Regions from separate parts of the Mus musculus genome. Here all the other regions are linked to region 1. Evidence: chromatin contacts called from public HiChIP or PLAC-seq and promoter capture Hi-C data. All regions are on one chromosome and are shown on one strand. Each heading gives the region's core, a stretch centred on a gene start, on an enhancer-like site or on the middle of the called end of the contact. The rest is flanking DNA. Distances are from core to core; before and after follow the strand shown. Region 1 holds the start of Gata5 (GATA binding protein 5). Region 2 holds the start of Ntsr1 (neurotensin receptor 1). Region 3 holds the start of Hrh3 (histamine receptor H3).

The links. Promoter capture Hi-C pulls out the DNA fragments that hold promoters and counts their contacts. HiChIP or PLAC-seq counts read pairs in DNA pulled down with a chosen protein or histone mark.
Region 2: a promoter capture Hi-C map of erythroid cells shows a contact between it and region 1, with 2.8 times the contacts expected there. The contact joins the promoter of Ntsr1 here to the promoter of Gata5 in region 1. A contact is called at or near these places in 4 of 39 promoter capture datasets (the SN4741 cell line, embryonic stem cells, erythroid cells and 1 more), 1 of 484 Hi-C or Micro-C datasets (nephron progenitors) and 2 of 115 datasets of contacts at active chromatin or transcription factors (both in embryonic stem cells).
Region 3: an HNF4G HiChIP or PLAC-seq map of pancreatic cancer cells shows a contact between it and region 1. The contact joins the promoter of Hrh3 here to the promoter of Gata5 in region 1. A contact is called at or near these places in 2 of 39 promoter capture datasets (embryonic stem cells and trophoblast stem cells), 1 of 484 Hi-C or Micro-C datasets (embryonic stem cells), 1 of 115 datasets of contacts at active chromatin or transcription factors (pancreatic cancer cells) and 1 of 9 other capture datasets (adipose tissue).

Annotation. Positions count from the first base shown.
Region 1 is chr2:180,333,415-180,336,122 of GRCm38.p6, forward strand. It overlaps Gata5 (GATA binding protein 5), which reads right to left and starts at 1,265. Exons shown (of 6, transcript NM_008093.2): 1 at 412-1,265. The coding sequence starts at 955. It overlaps Gata5os (GATA binding protein 5, opposite strand), which reads left to right. Exons shown (of 5, transcript NR_045877.1): 2 at 254-529; 3 at 768-907.
Region 2 is chr2:180,498,670-180,501,369 of GRCm38.p6, forward strand. Ntsr1 (neurotensin receptor 1) reads left to right here and starts at 1,307. Exons shown (of 4, transcript NM_018766.2): 1 at 1,307-2,462. The coding sequence starts at 1,749.
Region 3 is chr2:180,103,138-180,105,837 of GRCm38.p6, forward strand. It overlaps Hrh3 (histamine receptor H3), which reads right to left and starts at 1,270. Exons shown (of 3, transcript NM_133849.3): 1 at 765-1,270. The coding sequence starts at 1,014. It overlaps Gm46782 (a long non-coding RNA gene), which reads right to left. Exons shown (of 3, transcript XR_001783600.2): 3 at 1,383-1,917.

The DNA of each region.
Region 1 (2,708 bases), core at 15-2,514:
AAGCAGGAGGTTTGCTGTTAAGTTTGGAACTAGGTTGTCTTAAAACCAAAAAATACTTTCCAAAACTTCCCGTGAAAACTTTTTAAATGTAGGTTCCAAATCGACATAACCCAGAATGCTTTTTTTTTGGGGGGGGGGGGTTGGTCGGGTGAAAAGCAGAAATATATTATTTTCTTGCTATTGTGCTGAGAAAAGAATTCTGTATCGAGCGTTTTTCATCGTATTGTGTTTCATGAAGTTTCCTGTGTCCTAGCAATTCTAGGCGGGAATCTGCGTGGTCGGACTAGGCAGAAAAGCCCTGACTGCAGAAGAACGCATCTCGGATTTTTGCATTTCGTAGCGCGCGGGTTTATTGCTGCGCGCCTTAGTTTTAGAGCCAGGTCCACCGGGCAGCCCCAGCCCGGTACTCACCGAAGCTGGTCCTGCGGCCAGGGAGGCCACCAGGGCGAGCTTGCAGACCGTGCAGGATGCTGCTGTCGAAGGCTCCGGAGGTCCACGAAGGGGCTACGTCGGAACTCATGTATGCTGGGTAGGTTGTGGGGTACGAGGCGCCCATGGGTCTCCCGAGCGGGGTCGGGTACTGTTCGCGAGCCAGCAGCGCGCCCTGGAAGGCGCCGCCGTCCCGGACCCCCGCGCTGCCGCCGCTGCCCGACCCCGGAGGGCTGTGAGCGAACGGGAAGGTGGTGGCTCCCGGTGGGTGTGCGGCTGGCGGGTGCGGGCTTCCGGAGCCGAAGGCTGAGGAATCAGCGGCAACTGCTTGTGTCCAGCTGGAGTGCGCGGCGAGCGCGGGAGCCTGCGAGCCCGGCTCACACGAAGGCAGGTACGGCAGCATGGAGGGCATGCGAGTGGGTGCCACGAACACCGGGGAGCCGGTTCCCGAAGAGTGCAGAAAGGCTCCGGAGTCGGCGTAAGTGCCCTGGCCGGGGCTCTGGGCTAACGCCAAGCTTTGGTACATTTTTTTTCCCCGCGCGAGCTTGACCTGCAGAGAAGAAAGACGGGCAGACGTCTAGGGCAGGATCACTGGGCCCCCTCCATCAGCTCTTGCGCTCGCCCGGGGCAGGTGCTGCTGCTCCGCTTGGGCACTCCACTTTTTTGAGTCGGTTCACCAGGGCAGGTCCCGGGCTCCTCTGGGTGGAATGACAGGGTTAGATGAGGCGCAGGACCCTAGGAACGAGGTCCTTGCCTTGCGCAGAGATCGCCAGCCAAAGCCCTCACAGGAAGGCGCGGCGTTGGCCCAGGGAGGGTGACCGGTGGGTTGTAGACTGGGTCTCCACAGAGCCGCTCTGTAGGGAATCCCGGGAACTTGGGCTGCCCCGCCCCCGCCGTGCCGCCCCTTCTCTCTTCTAGTCGGTCCCTCCCTCCGCTCAGGGTCAGCGCCGGGGCTCCAGCCGCGGGGCCACGTGACCCGAACAGGCTCTGCTGTCCGGCTTTGAGACCACAGCTCGCCCGCGTACCCTCGGCTGAGCCCGAACAAACAGGGGGTGGGAGGAGGCTGAGCGCGAGCACTCCTGGGACAGCAGCAGCTCTGAACCGTCTAGAACTTTGTTGCTACGGTCACGGGTGCCAGTCCTCGCCCCACGTCTATTCCGAGCTCCCGCCCAAAGCTGGTTTAGTGTCCTGTGGCTGAGGCCCTTCTGAATCTAGGGACACAAGGTGCTGGAGCCAAGTTGGCTTGCGATTGATTCCCCCTATACGCCCGAACCTACGTGGGAATCTAGCTTCAATGGCAACCGCAGGGCTCAGGCTGCTATTCTCTCACTGGGTATTTTGTTCATCAGCAATGACTCGAAGTCCACCAGGAACCCCACAGTACTGAGTTTTTGAACAAGGAGGACCACTCGCTGTTTGACCAGCGCCAGCGAACTCTGAGTAGAGTCCTAAGGCCACAATTGAAGACTGTTAGACTCCAAGTCCCGCGGCTTTCACAGGCTGAGGAACTTGGCAAGAGTCTCTTTCAGCAAGAGACTGATGATAGAGCACCTAGCTCAGTTTTGTTGTGACTTATGTCCTCCGGCTTACCTTACTAGGAGTTCCAGATGAAGAGTGGCCAGAAGGTGCAGCAACCCCGGAGGGCTCGAAGATGGCAGCGAATGTTTCTCACTTTCTCATGCTGGCCCCCCCGGGTGCTGCAGACAGATACGTGGGTGAGGCAGGAGCTCCTGAGATAAGGGAAATACACCTACTAACCTTGAAGTCAGTGTCCAGTGTTTCTGCCGCTCAGCGCGGGATTAGTTTATTAGTCAGAAAGGAGTGAACATTGCCTGCACACTGGTGTCCACGCAACCTGCTCTCTTCAGCGTGTGGAGATCTAGTTGTGAGTCACAAGTGGAAGTGAGGGGGGCACCCTGGGCCTGGGGATGGTACAGACTGTCCTGACACAGGCCCCAGAATCTGAGCCATGGAGGTGCAGAGCAGAAGCTGACTTCGGGTAGTCGTGGGAAGGGGAGCTTGCCAGTGCTTCCTGCTTCAAATTACCTCCCACTGCATTCTCCTGGCCTCCCCTTTTCCTCCCTCCTTGAGGTGGGGGCTGAGTCAGGGCTCTTGGTTGATGCTTCCAGCACTGACTTCATGGTTCTCCTTTCTGTGGGATGCGCAATACTTGGGTCTCCAGTCTTGGCATCCCTTTTCCTCGGAACTCTTTAGGCTTCCATTGTGCAGGTCTTCCTCTTTGCAAAGCGTCTTGGAGCAGGAAGGACGTCCAGGTGCCC
Region 2 (2,700 bases), core at 57-2,556, 170 kb after region 1:
CTACACCCTCAGCCTGCTGTACTGGCTTCTCTTAAGGGGACACAGTAGTTTCCTTTGGAAACCAAGTGTTTAAGCACTGCTTTTCATGTGTTAACATTCTGTGGAGGGCACCAGCTTTTGTGTGAGTAGGCACTGAAGCCTGAGGGTCGCTGGCTGCGCAGGGATCCCTGGTCTGGGTCAAAGCCTCACCCACTTCTCTCATTACCCTTTCTCTCCCCCACTCAGGACCCCTAGTTCCAGCGCAGCAGGTACAGCCAGCCAGGTCCATGCAGGGACGGCAATCCCTGAGCCTTCCTTCCCTCCTGCCCTGGGACTCTCCAGGATCCAGGGAGGAGTTTTCTGGAGGAAGAGGGCAGGAGAAAGGCTGAGAGAGCCAAGTGGGGAAATAGAGGCAAGGGCCCTGGGGCAAGCAAGATGGCAGCAAGCCTGGAAGCTCTGGCCAGGGCCCCTGCCAAAGAGGACAAGATGAAAAGACCTTTGTTCCCCGGGTCCCTGACTGGGGCAGGGTCCCCTGAGAAAAGCTGTGCTGGGCTGAGTGCACAGGCTTCAGGGTTTCCTGCAAGGACAGACGCAGCTCTGTGTCGCCCACAAACCTGCCCTTCCCCTCTGAAACGACAGGGCACCAGCTCTGAGAGTCACTGCTAGTGACCAAATCCAGGTGGCTACAGGAGGGCAGAAGGTCCCATCATACCCAAAGGCAGCTAAGACCGTGAGACTGCGTGGAGAGATGGGCTGCTCTAACTTCCTGCTCTATGCTTTCCTTCACCAGACCCTTCACAGGCTAGAGGGCCCCCCTGGGTGCTTCTGGCACCCCACAGGCACCCAGAAGGGAGGAGGTCGAGGCAGTTGTACAAAGGCCCTGACTTATCAGCAGGGTGCCGCCTCCTTCTCCGCCTTCCCCTCGAGTACACCCTCGTGTCACTAAGGGAGCTGAAGACGGCTACGGGGAGCTTTCTTTTTGGGGTGGGAGAAGTTGGGACCAACGATCGTGAAAGAAAGATCGTGCTGCCCAGGAGAGGTTGAAAGGAAAGATCCAATATCCCCTCATTCTCCCTCGCCTGGTAGGGAATTCTGCTTCCTGGGGTACTCATCCTAGCCCAGGTGGTCCCCGGGAGCGTGCAGGAGCAACCGTCAGCCAGTATCCGGGTGGGGAGGGGACAGTGGCTGTGGCGTCTCTGACTCTCCAACACCCACCCTCCTCCACTGCTGGGCGCGCCGCGCAGCCGCCAGCTCAGTGGAAGCGCGAGGAGCCCGGCAGGCTCCGGCGCAGCAGGAGGTGTGCGAAGTCGGGTGCGGGAAGAGCTCCAAGCAGAAGAGGGAGAACGAGGGTGAGCACGCTGGGCAGCCGTGCGTGCGCTCCTCTCTGCGCCACAGGCTCGCCCAACGAAGCACAAGCCAGCAGGGTCGCGGTCCTGAGGACATCGCTGCCACCCAGGAGTGCAGAGAACCAACCACAGAATCTGGAGGTCGGTAGCAGCCCCGATCTAGGCAGGCTCGGAGCCAGGGGGGGTGCCGAGGAAGAACCGGAAAGCAGATCCCAGACTCTGAAGGAGAAAGAAGAGTGGATCCCTGAGCCGGCACGTCTCGAGCCCCAGAGCTCCCAGGATCTCCTGGATAGCTGGCTTCGCCGCCGGACGGCACGCCCCCCTTAGCTTCCACACCCTCTCCTCTGAGCGCCTCCTCATCTGCCCCTGGAGGGACTTTCACCTTCAAAGGTGCAGGACAAAGCCGCATATCTGGCGCCCACCATGCACCTCAACAGCTCCGTGCAGCAGGGAGCCCCAAGTGAACCCGGTGCCCAGCCCTTCCCACATCCACAGTTCGGACTGGAGACGATGCTCCTGGCGCTCAGCTTGAGCAATGGTTCTGGCAATTCCTCAGAATCCATCCTGGAGCCCAACAGCAACCTGGACGTGAACACTGACATTTATTCCAAGGTGCTGGTGACCGCTGTATACCTGGCACTTTTTGTGGTGGGCACTGTGGGCAACTCGGTGACAGCCTTCACTCTAGCGCGGAAGAAGTCGCTGCAGAGCCTGCAGAGCACTGTGCATTACCACCTGGGTAGCCTGGCACTGTCTGACCTGCTCATCCTGCTGCTGGCCATGCCCGTGGAGCTGTACAACTTCATCTGGGTGCACCATCCCTGGGCCTTTGGGGATGCTGGCTGCCGTGGCTACTATTTCCTGCGAGATGCCTGCACCTATGCCACAGCCCTCAATGTAGCCAGCCTGAGTGTGGAGCGCTACTTGGCCATCTGCCATCCCTTCAAGGCCAAGACCCTCATGTCCCGCAGCCGCACCAAGAAATTCATCAGTGCCATATGGCTAGCCTCGGCGCTGCTGGCTGTACCCATGCTTTTCACCATGGGCCTGCAGAACCGCAGTGCCGATGGCCAGCACCCTGGTGGCCTGGTGTGCACACCCACGGTGGACACAGCCACCGTCAAGGTCGTCATCCAGGTAAGAACATCTAAAAGGGGACTCTCTGAGCTGTGGCACATTAGAGGGCACACCAGGGCAGCTGGTTTCCCGTCTGGCTGTTTCTTTCTATTGGAGCCACACAGAGACTTTTAGCAGTGTCACCTCAGAAGTCCCGGTGATTCAAGGCACCACCTGGGGAGAGACACAGCCGTGTTGCCTTGTGGAAAGAACTGTGCCTCAGAAGCACTTTATTCTTCTCCCTTGTCCCAAAGTAGGC
Region 3 (2,700 bases), core at 20-2,519, 230 kb before region 1:
AAAACCTGGGCTTCTGCCAGCCCCACCAACCGCCAAAAGAGGAAAATGGGATATATGTCCTCCCTGGCTTGATTGGCTCTGGAGCCGATCATCCATCTCTACCCTGGCTGTTGGACAGCCTCCCTTCTCAGCTTAAAAACCGAGAAAGCTTTTCTCTTGGCTTAAAGGGTTCTTGGCTGCAGCCGCGCCAGCCGCTCTCACCGCCCAAACCGGCTTCCAGCGTCTGGGAGACGCAGCAGCTCGCAGCCCCAACAGGTGTCTGGCGCTCCGGCCCCCACCGCGAGCCCCGCCCCCCCTCCCCCAGTTGGGAGCAGAGCTTGGACACGTGAGAACGAGCTCCTCGGAGCATTTCCCTCATCTCACCCCCCGCCTTCCCTACGGTCCCCTTCCCCAGCACACCTCCCCAAATCCCCCTTCCATGTCCCCTCCCCCCCAGCGTCCTCCCAGCATCCTGAGTCCGGCGCCGCTGCCTTTGTTTGGTTCGGCGCAGGAGCCAACGCTGCACCGGCGGTCGCTGCGCCTTGCGCCTTGCTGAGCGCCCGCCGGCTGGGGCAGCCTCCCCGGGGACATCCCTACCTAGCCCCCGTCTTGCGGCCCGGGAGGCGAGGAACTTCTCCCGCGCCCACCATCCTAAGGTTTCTAGAGCTCCTCTCCCAAGGCCGAACCCCTGAGAAGCCACCCCAGGTCGAAGCGCCAAGCCCCATTGCCCAGCCCGGGCTCCGCGCCCCTGGACTCTGGCAGCGGACAGGGTCTGGGGGCTTTACCCACGAGGAAGTCGGAGATGGCGAGGTTGAGCAGAAAGAAGTTGTTCTGGGTGCGGAGGCTCGAATCCGCCACGAAGGCGAGCATGACCAGCGCGTTGCCCAGCACTGTGGCCACGATGAGCAGCGCCATGAGCGCAGCCAGGACAGCGGTCCAGGCAGCCGAGAAGCCGCGCGCCCCGCCTGCAGCCGCCGCCTCTCCGGCCAGAGCGCCCGACGCGTTCATCAGCCCGTCGGGCGGCGCGCGCTCCATGGCCCAGCAGGCTCACAGGGCTCGGGGACACTGGGCAGGGCAGGGGCCGAGTGCTGGGTGGCCGGGCGGGGCCCCTGCTCTTGAGCCTAATCTTTGCCGGCTCTTCACCCAGCCCGGTTTTCCGGGGGGCGCCCGGAGCATGGTCCGCGGGACCGGAGCGAGAGCCGAGTCTGGAGTCCGGGAGGGTGATGCAGAGGGGGCTGGTATCGGAATCTGAGCAGAGTGGGGCGGGCTGCGCGGCTGCTGCAGCGAGAGCAAAGCCGAGCTCCAGCCGCCCGCGGCGCGTCGGTGCACCCCTAGCTCAGCGCGCAGCCAAGTGCGCCCCGCGATCGGCCCGCCGCCCCCCGCGCCCCGCGCAGAGCCCCCGCCATTGGCTGGCGCCCTCGCCCCGCCTCCGTCCCGCCTCCGCCCCGCCCGGCGCGGGCAGCACCACGGACAGCGCCGCGTGCCCGCCGGCCGACTAGAACCCCTGCCCCGGTGCGCACCGTGGCTGGCGGAGAGCCCGACTCGGGCAATAACCAGCTACAGGGCTGGGACCATGTCTGAGGTCGCACCTAGAAGCTGGTCCCTTGGCTATCCGTTCGCCCTCGTGCCCTCGCCCCTGGTGACCCCTGCCCGACCCTTGTCCGTAGCTCCTAAGCTTGTCAGGACCTAGGACACTGCCCGGGTGGGGTGGAGAATGGCTGCCCCGCAGCTCTAGGGAACTTGCGCCTCAGGACTCCCTTTCGCATCTTGCTTTGGGCAAGTAGGTTTCTGGGGTAAGAGATGTCCAAAGAAAGATTGGGGAGGGGTCCCTGAAAGTGATGCCGGGAACAGGGGTTCTCTCCAGCCTCATATGCACAGAACTGTGGGGTCTCAATCTCCACGTGGTTAGACAGAGCTCAGAACAGGGTCCAGGGTGACCTGCAAGGCACACACAGATGTGGAGTTACATAAGGGAAGAACGAGCCTGAGCGGACCCAGCCCAGAGCTGAGAACATTCACCCAGAACTCAGCGGCAGTGGGTGGAGGGGCGACCCACAAAGCAGCTTGGTTCGGGCCACGAATGCCCCCTGAGATACCTTAGTGGGGTGGTCACTGCTGCAGGGGACAGGTGAGGTCACTGAGTTCTGGGTGCAGCCGGGGTGGTGGCAGCTGCGTTAGTGCCTGTGGGAGGGGGAGGAGGAAAGCCGCCGGCCCCCCTTCTCTGACACAGATACTGGAGGTCAAGGACAGAGTCAGCAGCAGAGGCTCCCTGAAGACAGACAGACACACCCACGCTCTGACACACAGACATTCACATTCAGGGAAACAGCCACCCAGCATCAGGCTGGGACCCACGAATAGTCAGACAGCAGACAGACAGAGAACAGTGCCCGAGGGAGAGGGGAAGCAGTGACTGTCCTCTGTCACCAACAGCACACATCAGTGGATGCCTCAAAGTGGACAGAAATGTAGACGGTATGAGTGTGGGGGAGGGGGACCCCAGGCACCGCTTCAAGCACCCCACACTGACAGCCAGAGGCTGGTCATGTGAGGACCTGCCCCTCCCCCACCCCAAGTGGTTCTCTGAGAACTTTGGGCAGTGGGGACTGGCATTTCTCTGTTCCAGCCTTGGGGATGCTGGCAAAGAGGAGCCTCTACCCCAAGCCCATAGTCTCAGCCCCCCAAAGGCACCCTGGAAGCTTCTATGGGGGAGGGGTAAAT